Regions from separate parts of the Oryctolagus cuniculus genome. Here region 2 is linked to region 1. A link is a contact called in public Hi-C data. All regions are on one chromosome and are shown on one strand. The core of a region is the stretch at or near the end of the contact, and the rest is flanking DNA. Distances in the headings are between cores, read along the strand shown.

Region 1 (4,127 bases), core at 239-2,738:
GGATTTAACAAGGTTCTTAATGGTACAGGTAGAGCAAAGTGCTTAATAAATTTTATAGCGAAAAATAGCAACTGTTTGACAGATACTATCCCCAACTAAAAATTTAACAAGTTCCACAGTGTGTCTTTAAAATGCATATTCAGTTTTTACTTTTCTAAATTTTATGGTCCTTAGAACCAATCTACCCCTTTATGAACTAGAAAAGGAGAAATGTATGAAAAGCACAGATACTTTGATCTGTAATAAATTACTGCAGAACACAGAATGGGTTCCAGACAGAGAAATTCGGCGACATTCTGGCTGTCACCAGAAATGATAGATACGATGGATAACTGGATAGGAAAGCAGCTGGTTATCAGCAAAACCAACAGTTATCTTTTCAGAATATGCTACTTGAAACTTCTTTTCATCGTAGACCAGTCGGCGTTACCACGGGTGAAATTCATCTAAAACAGCTAGACACTGAATACTGCGAGTGCTGCTCTATGATATCGGAAAAACAGAGTCATTCGGTACTAAGGGAGAACATTTTATTAGAATTGATGACCTAGTAACTTGGCAAGCATTTACTGAGCATCCCTTACGCCCCAGGCACTGAGCTGGAAACCGAACATAATACCATCGTTGGCCCTTCGCGTCTAGCGAACTCCAAAACCGCCAGTCTTCACGGAATTTACTTACAGGTATGAGAACTGGCGGGTCACACTACCGCACAGTTCATTCTGTTTGAGGTGACCCAAATCCAGGCACCAGACTATCTGATCCACACTCATGAAGAGTGTCGGGGTAAAGAAAAAAAAGAGACAGCTAGCGGGAGCAGTCGCGCCTCCTCCACACCCCGTCTCTGAAGGGCTGGGGGCACTCCTGGGTGGACCCCGCCGGGCCCCTTCGGAGCCAGGACCAGGCAGAGGCAGGGACCGCCCAGGACGACTGTCTCCGTGCTGGGGCTTGCTCACCTCTTCCACCTCGATCTCCTTGTAGTCGATCTCCTCAAAGTTAAGGACCTGGGTAGGGGCTTCGATCATCTCACTGGTCGAAGACGAAGAGGAGGAGGAGGCGGCAGAGGCTGTAGACATGATCCCTCGCGGCGCCCGGGGGGCCCGAGGACAGTGCCGCCGGGACAATCCAGGTGAGGCTCGCGCCCACCCTCCTCCGGACCGACCTTCAGCTTGGAGCCGCGCAGCCCTGCCACCCAGCGATCCGTGGCCGGGGTGGGGGCTGCAGCCACAGCCGTGTCCCGGCTCCGGCGCCGCTGCGCTTTCCGCTGCCGGGCCCGCCCACTGCACTTCCGGTTCCGGTCCGAAATCGGAAACAGGGGAGCCGCGAGCCCGAAAGAGGGAAGAAGAGGGTTTTGTGACTTGGAAAGAGAAAGGAGGGACAGACTAGGGGTGGGGTGGAGGAGGGTAAGAGGCTCGCTAGAACATGTAGAACAAATTTCGCGAGATCTTTGTTAAATGGCCTCAGCAAAAGGATGATACCGCGATATCTGACGGCCTGACGTAATTAAAGTGCGCGAGCGGAAGTGGCGTGGAATATGACCGAAAAATCGGCGTGGTTGGTCGCTTAAGAACCAGCGGGAAAGACAAAAAGCTGCGGTTTGATGTCTGCTTGGTGAACTATGTCGTTCCTCCCTTTCTTCTTCTCTGAGCGGCCTCCATACGGACAAGGTGGTGTTGAGCTGTGTTTTTGTGATGAAGCTTACTTTTCATGTTGAGTACTAAACTAAAATGAGCTATTTTTTTCAGAAACCCTGTAAAATGTGCTTTCCTCTGTGTTGTGTTTGGAAGGCAGCAGATGTCTCCTGAATTCTGGACATTTCTGTTTAGATATAACGTGAACACCGAAACTTCAGAATGCCAAAAGCAAGTTCAAAGACTGTCACCACAAATCTGTTCCTTTGTGTGCCGTTCCTATCTCAGTGAAGGATCCCGTCACCTACTCAGTTGTCAATGTGAAAAATGAGAACATGTGGAATGCTGTGCAGAGCACTAGTAACCAAACAAGAGCAGATTAGATCAGTAGAGATCATCAACTGTTGTTTCCCTTGCATTTCCACACCAGGAGCCAACTCTTGTGCTATGACTGAATGGGTCCATATATCGGATTTCTCTTTAATGCTATTGTACCCAGATCGTTAGATCCCGGCAGAGACCCCCAGAGAGTCGATCACACCGAGCTGCAAAAAGCAAGGTTTATTCGGGAGTACAAGCCGCGACAGGGACCCTATCCAACCAACCAGCACAGCAGAGGAAGGAGTGAGGCCCCGGTCTTTGGGAGAGTTTTTAAAGGAAAAAAAAAAAAAGGGGGTGTTACATCAGCAGGAAAAACAGAGTTGCATCAGCGGGGGCTTACAGCACGGAGCTTTGGGTACAGGGAGTTACTTTGTTTAGCAATCTCTACTGCGCTCTCCTAGGTCTACCGAGCTAGCTGTCCCTGGTAAGCTTTGATATCTCCGGAATGCCTGAATGCCTGCTTTTACAAGGACCCGGGTCTGCTATGGGAAATGGAGGCTGCTTTTTTTATTGTTTTAAAATGGAGTCACTTTGGCTCTTCAATGCTTTAGTCTTAGTATAATGGATTCTGCCAGATGGGGACTCAGGAAATGTTTGTAATTTATTCTGGACAAATGAATAGCTTTTCTCAGTCCTCCCTTTCCTTAGAATGTAAGATCAGTTTCCTATACCTACAGTTTAGGAGTCCACCTTTTACATTTTATTATTCTTGCTCCATCATTTATTTGTCACGTTATTCATCCATACATCTCTTTTTTGTTGTTGGGTGCTTTTCAAAGTGAATTGTTTGGGGGCCGGCATTGGTGTAGTGGGTAAAGCTTCCACCTGTACTGACAGCATCCTGTATGGACACCAGTTGGAGTTCCAGCTGCTCTACTTCCTATCCGGCTTTCTGCTGTGGCCTGGGAGGGCAGTAGAAGATGGCCCACGTCCCTGGGCTTCTGCACTGGTGTGGAAGATCGAGAAGAAGCTTCTAGCTCTTGGCTATAGATCGGCTCAGCTCCATCCGTTGCAGCCATCTGGGGAGTGAAACAGCAGATGGAAAATTTTCTCCCTCTCTCTCTGCCTCTGCCTCTTTATAACTCTGCCTGTCAAGTAAATAAATAAATCTTTTTTTTTTTTAAAAGTGAATTGTTTGTATAATTTTGAACATTCCCTTTTCGATACTTCTATTTCTGTCTTTCATTCACAGCTTTGGACTTCTGACTTTAAAGATTTATTTTACTTATTTGAAAGGCAGAGTCAGAGAGAAGGAGAGAGAGAAAGAGAGAGAAATCTTCGATCTACTGGTTCACTCCCCAAATGGCTGCAATGGCTACGGCTGGGCCAGTCCAGGTCTTCCATGTGGGTGACAGGGGCGTAAGTACTTGGGCCATCTTCCCCTACTTTCCCAGGTGCATTAGCAGGGAACTGGATCAGAAGTGGAGCAACTGGGACTCAAACTGGTGCCCATATATGATGCCAGCAATGCAGGTGGCTTAACCCACTGCAGTACAATGCTGGCCCCAAACTTCTGATACTGATGTGTGTCTAAAATAAATCCACATCTGACTTGCTTGCCTGACACCTGTTCCCTAATTAATGAGAAGTCTCAGCAGGCTGCAGATTCAGGTTCTAATCCACATCTTCCATTATATGATTTGGTTGTGCAAATTGTGTCCCATTTTTCAGTAACTTGCTTCACGTACTTTTGTCACTGCACACAAAGAATTCCAGATAACAAGGTTTGAATCCAGAGAAGTGATAGAGGGGAGCTCTCTTGATTCACTTTAAACCTATCTTGACTCACCTCAATTTTGACTTTGAATTCTCTTTACCTTTCATGTATGAAGCATGCAAACTGGATCTCATGGTTTCATGTCAACATCAGTCATGTCAACATTTTGTCTCCAGAATTCCCGGAGATACATAGCAAGCTCTACAGATGGTCTAATTTTTTTTTTTTTTTTTTTTTTTTTGACAGAGTGGACAATGAGAGAAAGAGAGAAAGGTCTTCCTTTTCCGTTGGTTCACCCTCCAATGGCTGCTGCGACTGGCGCGCTGCGGCCGGCGCACCACTCTGATCCGAAGCCAGGAGCCAGGTGCTTCTCCTGGTCTCCCATGGGGTGCAGGGCC
Region 2 (4,259 bases), core at 1,542-4,041, 810 kb before region 1:
AGCACTTTCTACATTCAAGACTTTTAATCCTCACAAGAAGCCACAGATCAGAACTATATTATTCCCATTTTACAGATAAAGAACTGGGTTGGGGGGGGGGGGTACGGCTAACAGAGCTAGCAGTAAAAATCAGTGTCGCAGAGCCTGACTCAAGAGTCTCTGCTCTTAACTACTCTATAACTATTTGGCAGCTGCCATATGTAATACATATTTAATCAAGCCACTGAGACTTAGAGGAGTTAAGTAAACTTGACCAAGGGCAAGAAAGCAATTAAGTTAAAGAGAATGGATTTAATCTTCAGGCCTGTTTGAGGGCCCATGCATGCTCAGGAATGCTTCACTCCTGTGAACAGACAGGGATCAAGCAGGAGGAAGGGATGGTAGTGATAGCAGCACTGAGAGGAACAGATTTAGCACCTAACATCCACTCTCAGGATCTGACGGGAAGTGAACAAAAGGGAATGAATTGCTGAGGACACCCAGATCCCCATGAGTGACTGGATAGAAGGTGCTGGCACCAGCTGACACAGACACAGAAAGAAACACAATTCTAAAAATAGGCTTCCTTCAGTTCCCCAATAGAATAATAATCAGTAGTTCAAGTCTTTGCTGCTTTCCAAAAACATATTTTTGTTTAATAAGTAGGAGAAAACCAGAATATAATCAGCTATTCTCTTCAGTGAAAATCTGCAACTTATTACCAAAAATGGAAAGAAACAAACTTGAAAGAAATTTCTGAGACTGAACAGAATTTGACAATGTGAAGTTGAATTATATCCCAAACTCCTTAATTCAACTGATCTTTCTAGTAGCTGTCTGGCTTGGCAGCTTTCCTACACAAACCTCAGACTCTACATGAGTGGTTCTTATACTTCCATATATCAGATTTATATTTATCTTATAAATATATTTATAAATAAAACGTTATCTTGGCTGGCGCCGTGGCTCACTAGGCTAATCCTCCACCTGCGGCACTGGCACACCGGGTTCTAGACCCGGTTGGGGCGCCAGATTCTGTCCCGGTTGCTCCTCTTCCAGTCCAGCTCTCTGCTGTGGCCTGGGAAGGCAGTGGAGGATGGCCCAAGTGCTTGGGTCCCTGCACCCGCATGGGAGACCAGGAAGAAGCACCTGGCTCCTGGCTTCGGATCTGTACAGTGTGCTGGTCGTAGTGGCCATTTGGGGGGTAAACCAACGGAAGGAAGACCTTTCTCACTGTCTCTCTCTCTAACTCTGCCTGTCAAAAAAAAAAAAAAAAAAGAGAGAAAGAAAGAAAGAAAGAAACTACAAGAAAATAAAGCTACAAACCATTTCCCACTCCCAATATAAAAGCACCAATTTTACATCCAATTATATTGTGGGAAATCTTAAACACACTGAAGCTGCCCCATGAACCCTAGATTCAGAACCTGCACTCTAAACTCACTGATAAGAAAAAGTATGTCTAGCATACTTTTCACAAGCTCAGGAGACCTGAACTATCTCCTGCCTTACCCAACCCACCACTAAGTGTTCTCTCTAGATGGCCCATCTGAGCTAGCGACTCCCTTCATTGCAGAGTCCCCTTTGCTGCCCACGTTCAATTTGCTGTCACCGTTACAGAAATGCCTCTCTTGTTAGTTCTGACTCCCAGCCAGCTCAGATCCCTTTATCTCTTACCCAAAACACTGCCGTTGCTTCCTAGGCCATAGAATGTATACATGCATTGGCTGTTGAACAAATGACTTCTATCTCCTGGATTTACAAAAATAGAAATTACAAAAATACTTTCTACTCTCAAGAAGCTCCCAGACATTAGAAGCGGGGAAGCATTAAGACAGCCAGAGTCGATCAGACAAGGCTCTTAAAAGCCCAGCCACACTTCCGTTTACCAGATAAGCCTGGTTCGCGCACTAATTCCGAGGGTTCCTTTCCAACAGTTACCACTAACTGTTTTTGCTTTGTCCCTCAGTTATTTTGTGTTATGAACTGCCTTGAAAAGTAGATGCAAAATCCCCTCGGGGCCGAGACTTCAGCGAATTTCTCTTTTAACTCTTGGCAGTGTCACGCCGTGACTTACGCACGGCAGGAACGCGATCAATACTTGTCAATGGGCCGTAGAGAAGGGAGCGGGCAGAAAAGAAAAACATTCACCCAAGCTAATAGGTAATAGGGGTGGCTGCACTACGCACTTCGGTAACACACGTGTCAAAGGGGCACGGACGAAAGCTCGATTTCAGGAAAGCAAACCACTTTTATGTCCGAAGACCACGTGACCCATACCCACCGAGACCACCGCTCGGGGGCGAAACCGTGGGGGGGGGCTCCCCCACATAAAAACAAAAGGCTCTTTCGGGTCGCCTCAACCCCGCGCGGCGGGGGAGGCGGGAGACAGACGCGGCCCCGCTCTCCCCCTCAGGTGGCGCGTCCCCGCTGAAGAGGAGACCTGGGACCGCATGGCGCTCTCCCTTTCCCTCCTTCTCTTACCTGCTTGGTCAAGAACCTGCCCAGTTCGTTGCGGCTCTTTTCGTTCTTGCCAGCGATTAACCGCAGCGGCGTGGCCGCCACCTCCAGGAAGAGGTGCTCCATGATCCCGCGCCCTTCGCTCGGGGCAGCCAACACAGCTCCCTCCCTCCTTCGCGCTCAACAGACCCGGAGCCCCGCTAGTTCCCGGCGCCCGAGCCACCAACGACAACGCCCCCAGGGAAAGTGGCCGCCGCTGCTCGGCCGAAACCAGGGGAGCTGCAGCCCACGTGGGGGAAGCACACGGCGCTTCGCGTCAACAGCCCGCGACCGCGGCGTAGGGTCCTGCGGCGCCGGAAACACGGCGCGTCGGAACGCGCCACTTCCGGGAGGGGGATGCGAGCCGAAGGACTGGTAGGCACTGTTTCCGATGTGTGCGTGGTGGCGACTACCAGACTGTGCGCGGAGAGGGACACACAGATGGAAGATTGCAGTAGGCGGGAAAAGCGAGGAGGCCCTGGGGGCGTATCTCGTCTGGCCCACCGTTCCTCCCTAGGACCCAACATCTGAAAACAGATGGAAAACAAAAGCCAAAGCCGAGGTGCTTCCCTGACCCAGCAATTCTCTTGCTAGTATTGTAGCCTACAAAATTCCCCATTGGAAATAAATGTTCAATTTGGGAAAATTTATTATAGCCATTAGAGTATTCTGAAGACATTAAGACCAGAGTACAGAGGCCCGCGCTGTGGCACAGTAGGGTAATCCTCCACCTGCGAAGCCGGCATCCCATTTGGGCGCTGGTTCAGGTCCCGACTGCTCCTCTTCCGATCCAGCTGGCTACTATGGCCTGGGAAAGCAGTAGAAAATGGCCCAAGCGCTTGGGCCCCTGCACCCATGTGGGGAGACCCAGAAGCATCTCTTGGCTTCGGATTTGCCCAGTTCCAGGCGTGGTGGCGGCCATTTGGGGAGTGAATCAGCGGATCGAAGACCTTTCCGTCTCTCCCTCTCACTGACTGTAATTCTACTTCTCAAATAAATAAAATCTTAAAAAAAAAAAAAAAGAGTACGAGCCAAACTCATCACTGATGCCAATCTAATGATTATCTTTGGGAGTTACTGACTGCCAAGGGGCCTGAGGGAACCCCCCAGGGTGATGGAAATGTTCATTTTCTCCTGAATGGTAATTAGATTACTAAACCAGAGCACTAGACACATAAGCAAAAATATCAAACGCCTTACATTTAAGATGTGTGTACTCTGTGTAAATTATATTCCAAAAAATGTTTTTCAAAGAGTATAGATCTGGAGCAGACATTTGGCCTAAGGCTTAAGAAACTGCTTGGGACACCCACATGTGTGGGATTGCCTGGGGTCCAGTTCCAGCTCTGCTTCCAAGTCCAGCTTCCAGCTAATGCATACCCTGGGAGGCAGCAGATGATAGCTCAAATGCTTGTATACATGCTACATTACAGGGAAACCTGATTGAGTTCTAGGCTTCTGGCTTAGGGCTGGCCAACTCTGGCTATTGCAGACAGGTAGGAAGTGAAGCCTCGGATGTAAGATATCGATCTATATCTCTCTCTGCCTTTTGGAGAAATGAAAATATTTTTACAGATATTTCAGCGTGTAGCTCTTTGAATACTGACATTAGGAGATCTCCAACAAAAAAGTATGTAGTATGATTCAAGCTTTCAACCTGTATATCAATTTGAATTTTTGTTGTTAGGTTTGAATGTTTGTTTCCGAGGGAGCCCAAACTGGGGGAGCAGAACTTCCAGAATGAGTGAACTGTGAAATGGAACACAGTGGATTTGCAAATA

What was found. Hi-C and Micro-C count contacts between places; a contact is called where the count stands out from the background.
Region 2: a Hi-C map of psoas muscle shows a contact between it and region 1, with 2.8 times the contacts expected there. The contact joins the promoter of MDN1 here to the promoter of MAP3K7 in region 1. A contact is called at or near these places in 2 of 6 Hi-C or Micro-C datasets (psoas muscle and an unstated tissue).

The regions. Positions count from the first base shown.
Region 1 is chr5:81,892,762-81,896,888 of mOryCun1.1, reverse strand. It overlaps MAP3K7 (mitogen-activated protein kinase kinase kinase 7), which reads right to left and starts at 1,488. Exons shown (of 19, transcript XR_517954.4): 1 at 957-1,488.
Region 2 is chr5:82,704,769-82,709,027 of mOryCun1.1, reverse strand. MDN1 (midasin AAA ATPase 1) reads right to left here and starts at 2,791. Exons shown (of 102, transcript XM_008263214.4): 1 at 2,464-2,791. The coding sequence starts at 2,565.